Linked DNA regions of Mus musculus: region 1 is linked to region 2. Evidence: chromatin contacts called from public Hi-C data. All regions are on one chromosome and are shown on one strand. Each heading gives the region's core, a stretch centred on a gene start, on an enhancer-like site or on the middle of the called end of the contact. The rest is flanking DNA. Distances are from core to core; before and after follow the strand shown.

Region 1 (3,242 bases), core at 137-2,636, 380 kb after region 2:
GAGAGAGAGAGAGAGAGAGAAAAGAAGAAGAAGAGGAGGAGGAGGAGGAGGAGGAAGAGGAGGAGAAGGAGGAAGAGGAGGAGAAGGAGGAAGAGGAGGAGAAGGAGGAAGAGGAGGTAGCGGAGGAGGAGGAGAAGGAAGAGGAGGAGGAGACTCTGGCCATGAGCACATAAAGGGAGAGGGGGAAGGGAAATGGGGAGAGATGGGGAAGGGGCGAGTGGACAGAGGAAGAGCAAGAAGGCAAGAGAGCCTGAAGGGAGCATGTAGCCCCTTTCATAGTGACCCAGGCACCCCTAGATGTTGCCAGGTAACTGTGGGGCAGAGCCTAGACAAAAATGCTAACAAAGTTAACTTATGTGAACCTCAGTAGCCTCACCTATAAAACAGGTACAATAATTCTTACCTCACAGGGGCTACTGAAAAACTGAACACAATGAATGAAAAATCATCCCCAAATCTAGCTAGTATAGAATGTTATTCACATATATTTCTTTCTTGTAGACTACACTCTAAGCCATAGGTACTTGATTCACTTCACAAACTCAAAGGAACCTAAGAGTTTGTGAACGTATTTACCCAGCCCACTGTCATCACTAGCCAGTCCTTCTATAGCTTGAGCTGTGCACAGTGCAAATGCCCAAGCCAATTTGAGAGATGGCTACCTGGACATCTTGAAAGTTATGATGTTCCTCGTTCCGTGTGTTGGGGTACGTAAGTGATCAGTTAATGGAAAACAGTGGTCAAATTGGGAACTACTTTTAAAAGATTCATATGTAATGAATTTTATTATAATGAAATATATGAATGAAACTAACACCAAAGTCTTTAGTAAAGGCAGAGGAATGAAGCATTTTTTGAGCTAATACCCCTTCCCATCCTACCTTCACACTGAGACTGAAGCGCATGCATGTGTGTACCCCTGAGCAATAACGTAAGTCCTGATGCCAAAGCTTTGATGTATGGTTGACAAGGTGGTACAGGAATCGGCATTTACTTTACATAAACAATTCAGATTATAACTGGCTCTGAGTCACAGGTTTAACTGCTTTAAAGCAGCAGTCCTCTATGGACCTGAATGTAGACTCTGCCTCATTTTGTAGTTTCCTCTATCCCAAGGATGGTGGAGTTACCTTATCCAAAGCAAGTGAAAAGTCACTTTTTAGCAGCTCAGACTTGCCATCTCTAAAGCATTCACAGAACCAACAGCTCTTTTTTCTGCACTTGCATCAAATCTGTGTGGGAAACATTTCATTGAAATCTGTAATGTCCTAGCAAATGGAGTGGGCAGTGACACAACTGAATCTTGGCAAACCCCTTGTACTGGTCCAAACAGAAAGGCCAGGATGAGACAGAAAGCTGGCTGCTGCGCTGGAGCAGGTGGCGTTCTTTGAGCATTAGGCAATGTGCTTTGCAGGGGTGCAGGAAGCACTGCTGAATCCCCTGGTGGACAGGAGACCCTAAGGTTTCTGATGCAGCAGTCTGTCTACGAAAAAAAAAATATGTTCAACTATTTGTTTGTGCCCACAGAACTAGGATGGAGTAGGTGAAGCCTGACTGAGCAGAGCTGAAGCATTAGAGGCTGCAGGCAGAGGCAATGCTAAGGGCTTTGGAGCTCTTTCTGAGTTCTATGGTAGGACATAATTTCTGTCATCTGCTCTTTGAAGACTGGGAGACTCATCTGATGATGAAACATCTCTCTGTCCCAACCTAGGAGGAAAGACATGTCCTCAAAGGATCGTGAAAATTATCGGACCATATGTACAGCAGACAGCTAAGCTCTTCCCTCAATGAGTAAAGGGTCACCTGGCATCCCTGAAGGAAGTCTTCTGGCTTAGGCCACTGTGCTCATTCCCTGTTTAGAACCAAACTAGATTCTCAGACAGCATTCTTCAGTCAACATGAGTCAGCAAGAGCAAGAACAAGACCAGAAAAGTACCTAACAGCTATAAAATTCTTCCTTCAAACAGGGAACTGAGTTCTGGTAGAGATAGTTATATTTAAGCTTAACAGTACTCCAGGAAGATAGTGTTTAACCTGACCTCACAAATAAGAACACTGTATGTTCATGAACATAGAGCCATCAAAAGAGTAGAACTTGAATCTGAAGTCAAGTCCATCATATGGTAAAGTTGTTTACAGCAGGCAGTACAAAGAAAGGCAGGAGGGAGTTTTCTTCCTCTTGGGAGCGTGACTTTTAATAACTGTAATTATTTAAGCAAAAGCCTTAAGGACATCAGCTTCCACTCAGCAACAAAGAACAATCAAAAAGACCTTAGATTGTCTCAGACCAAACAAGCGTCATCATTGCCATTATCTGGAATAATATGTACGATGACATCACAATGGGAGATGAAAACATTAGGAAAAGCACAAGTCCTAATGAGTGTGTAAGTAACCAATGTTAGCTCTACAAGTGAGACTTCCTATCTATTGTTTCATATTTCAATAGCTGCTTAAGAAAATAATCTATCATGCTGAAATGTTGCTTATACAAAAGGCCAAACTTTGAGAAGTATTCAGGAGCTCATATATCTTCCCCCATTATGATCAGCAAGTGCATTCTTTTCATTGCACCATACCAGTAGGTTAGAATGCTTTTGATAATACCTGGGTCTTTTGAATGAAAATTTACTTATGTGTAATCTTCCTTTCTTCAACATTTTACTGATAGTGGGTGGGATGGATGGATTATTTTAACTGTTAACATGAAGAATCTAGAATCATGTAGAAGATGTGCCTCTGGGCGAATTGTCTTGGTGATATTAATTCATGTAAGACAATTCGCTCACCGAGTATAGCTCAAATCCTGAATTGTATGACTATAGAAAGGGAGCAGTATACATCATTCATTTCTTGTTTCACCTGACTGTAGATGGAACGTGGCCAGCTGCTTCACACGCCTGTTTTGATGGTCTATAACCTAGAATAGTAAGCTAACATAAACCCTTTGGTCTTTAAGTTATGGTAGTCAGAGCATTTTATCACAGCAACAGAGAAAGAAACTAAGACTCTGAGGCTCAAACTAACAAAGAGAAAGCTGGCTCAAGGTCACAAAGCTATTTATAAATATTTGAATGAGTTGGTTTCCATAAATATTCACTTGCTTAGAATAAAACAAAACAGCAGCAGAAGGAAACTGTGACCCAAGCTTAATATTTTATGTTGATATTTTTCAAAATTCTTCTAAGTACTAAAGATATGACCTTAAAACTGTAGAAATGGAAGGCTCAATTCATTGAGTC
Region 2 (3,296 bases), core at 540-3,039:
ATTCTAGCATTGTGGGATAGAGACAGGAGGATCCCAGTGGCTCACTATCCAGCCAGGATAGGCAATCAGTGAGTTCCACAATTAAGTAAGAGATCCTCTCTCAATGGGAGCAATCAACAAAGACACTCAACATTGCCCCCTGGCCTCTGCATGTACACAGGTACACATACACACACACACACACACACACACACACACACACACACACACATGTGCATACACACAGACTTCTATATTCTGATTTCCTTGCAAGGAAAAAAAAATCCTGACTTAATTGTAGTCATCTATATTCTATCTCAGCCGTTACATTATATCCACATGCCTGCATACTATCTGTAGTATGTCAAGACCTGGATAGATATACTGAATAAATAATTCATGACGAGAATCCCCGCTGTTTATAACCTCACAGAGAGAACAGACTTGAGAAGTGACTTTCAAGAAAGCTGAGAAGGTGTATTTCCCAGCTAATCTCATAAGTGCCAAGGTAGCAATAAAAATTCTAAACACCAACTCTCTCAGTTACTCTGCACCTACTGTGCTAAAATACCACCACCATAAGCAACTTACAAAAGGAAGAGCTTATTTGGGCTTACAGTTCTGTGCAGATGATCATGTTGGGAAGGCACAACAGGAAGTGGCAGGTGAGGAGCAGGAAGCTGAGAGCTCATAACACCTACAACCACAAAGCAGAGAGAGTGAACTGGAAGTGATAGGAGGCTATATCTCAAGGCTCATCCCTCTGTGACATACTTTGTCCAGCAAGGTCTCCAAGCATCACCCCCAAGTAAGTGACTAGGTGTACAAATACCTGAACCTACAGAAAAGATTTGCCATTCAAATTACCTCAGCAATAGTTACTAACATTTTCAAAAATGCCAACTATAGCTCCAAAATCTGCTGGGAGTCTGATATTCACAGATGCAGAGGCAACCATGACCTTCCTCTCAAAATTCCTTACCCAATGCTTGTATTTGCTACTAATATTTACATGAATCCCGCTGTGTCCTTTTTTAAGATAGTAAGCAGCAGAGCATCAAAGTGTACACCTACACTCCCAGACTTAGAAGGATGAGGCAGGAGAACTTTAAGTTCAAGGCTGGCATGGGCACACTTGGTGAAACAGACATCTGGCAGAACAAGAAGGCCTGACCTTACACTGTCATTCACTTACAGCTCTCTGTGGTTCTATTCTATGGTCACTGGGTCAACTTTATACTGAGGGCATCACATTCAGCAGTGGGAAACACATTACAAAAGCAAACCCTAATAAAACATTCCATATCCTGATCAAACACTTTTCCCTAAGGTACTCTTCCATCAAGTTAGTGACAACTTCAGGGCTCAAATCTATGATCTTATCAGGTCAAGAATTACCTTAGATACGGTCACAGTATGATATAGCTTCTCCTTCTAGGACCAATCAGTGGCCAGTTATTTCTGTGAAGATTATATTAATATTTGTGTCTCAAGAAACTCTCAGCTCCCTAAATCAACAGTAACTGTATCACACAGTAGGCTTTCATAAGGTAAGATGTAGGCTCTTGGGTAAGCCTGTTTTGTTTTTTTTTTTTTTTCTTAAGAATGCAATAAAATAGAAATAGTTCTCTGCTTTTCAAATTTGCTTTCTGATCATTGTCAGCAAGAGTGGAAGTGGTATCGGAAGAGATTTTTTTTGTTACATCATCTCTGGCCTTTATCCAATGACCTTATTTCTTCCCCTCTGCTCAGGAGAACATATTGTACAAGGTCAGCAAGATGGATCTGGAGCCCCAGTTTTATGTCTTCCCTTGCCAAAATATCACTTCTGCTCAGGGGCACACACCTGCTCCCTCCTTCTTTGCCAGCTCTGTTAGGTGAGCTAAATTACAATTTCTCTTCTTTCGAGGGTGTGTGGGATGCAAGCCTCTAGCTTCTTATGCTCGAGTCTACTCTTTATAGAGCAGCATTTGATATATTATTGAAGGCACAGCACAACATCGAGTGCAACAAGTCCTGCCCCCATTATAATTCTAGAAATTTGTCTTTCTGATCCTGTACCCAACCTGACCCCAACACCTAAGCCAATACAGCATTTCTTCCCATCACTTCCTTTTATCCAAAGCGGCGCCAACATCTTTCTTTGTCATTGCTTTGTATCTCAGCACCCATACTCATGTTTCCTAGCTGCTTTCTCTTGAGTCTAAATGATCTGTGCAAGCAAGTGGTGACTAAGAGCTTTTTGTTTTACTCCTTCACACCTGACTGTAATTATCTGCAATTGTTACAGTAGCCAGAATGCAAATCACACCTGTTTCTCAGTGTAATGTGAATACATGCTCCAGTCCCCACCTATGCTTGTCTTGCCCCTTTCTATTCTTACCTTCGATGCTCTAAACAGTTCACTATGCTTCAGCCACCAGAGCCTCTGGGATTCCTGTAGGAATGTCCATCCTACCCAATTGAGAGCTCTGACACATAGTGAGCTCTTGGTCACGGACACCTTTCAGATCCCCAGTCCTTAAGTGCTTAATTCCTTCACTTCAGTTATCTTCTTTCCTATCACTAATAAATATCAGACTCCAACCTTGAATCTAGGTTCTTTGCCACTAATGCTGGCCCCACCACACTTTTATTTCCCTCACAGAGAAAAACAAGACCTTGAGAAGACAGACTAACCTAAGATGTTCAGAGGCCCCCATGAAAAGGACAAAAGGAACTTTAGTTCTGTGTCCCTGTCCAGGAACAGACTTGGCCAGGTCTGTGTGATGCTGGGGCAGATGCCTTGTAGGAGTCAAGGTTGTAGTTTCTGGGGACATTGCTCTTCCCCTTGGGCTGTGGTTATCAGTCCTAAAGAGGCTGTGTCTGAGGTATCCTGTGTCCTCTTTGCCAACATTGTCTGACTTAGCTCTCTGGTGACTTTGGCAGTTGTCCCCTGAGCACCATCCCTGCAAGTAGTATATAAGATGCTGTGATTCTTTTTTTTTTAATTAGGTATTTTCTTCATTTACATTTCCAATGCTATCTCAAAAGTCCCCCATGCCCCCCCCCACTCCCCTACCCATGCACTCCCTCTTCTTGGTCCTAGCATTCCCCTGTACTGAGGCATATAAAGTTTGCAAGACCAATGGGCCTCTCTTTCCACTGATGGCCAACTAGGCCATCTTCTGATACATATGCAGCTAGAGACATGAGCTCCTGGGAGTACTGGTTAGTTCATATTGTTGTTCTACCTATAGGGTTGCAGATCTCTTTAGCTCCTTGGGTACTCTCTCTAGCTCCTCCATTGGGGGCCCTGTGATCCATCCAATAGCTGA

The links. A called contact is a pair of places that touch in the nucleus more often than the background predicts.
Region 1: a contact with region 2 is called in a Hi-C map of cerebellum, with 1.8 times the contacts expected there. The contact joins two enhancer-like sites.

What each region holds. Positions count from the first base shown.
Region 1 is chr6:107,443,190-107,446,431 of GRCm38.p6, forward strand. No RefSeq gene overlaps it. Among named protein-coding and RNA genes, the nearest start is that of Lrrn1, 85 kb to the right of the region's middle. Within about 2 kb of position 1,387, at least 6 of the 459 cell types and tissues checked have an H3K27ac peak or open chromatin away from gene starts, as enhancers often do. A contact at or near this core is called in cerebellum, where this site is marked.
Region 2 is chr6:107,061,277-107,064,572 of GRCm38.p6, forward strand. No RefSeq gene overlaps it. Among named protein-coding and RNA genes, the nearest start is that of Gm22418, 61 kb to the left of the region's middle. Within about 2 kb of position 1,790, at least 4 of the 459 cell types and tissues checked have an H3K27ac peak or open chromatin away from gene starts, as enhancers often do. A contact at or near this core is called in cerebellum, where this site is marked.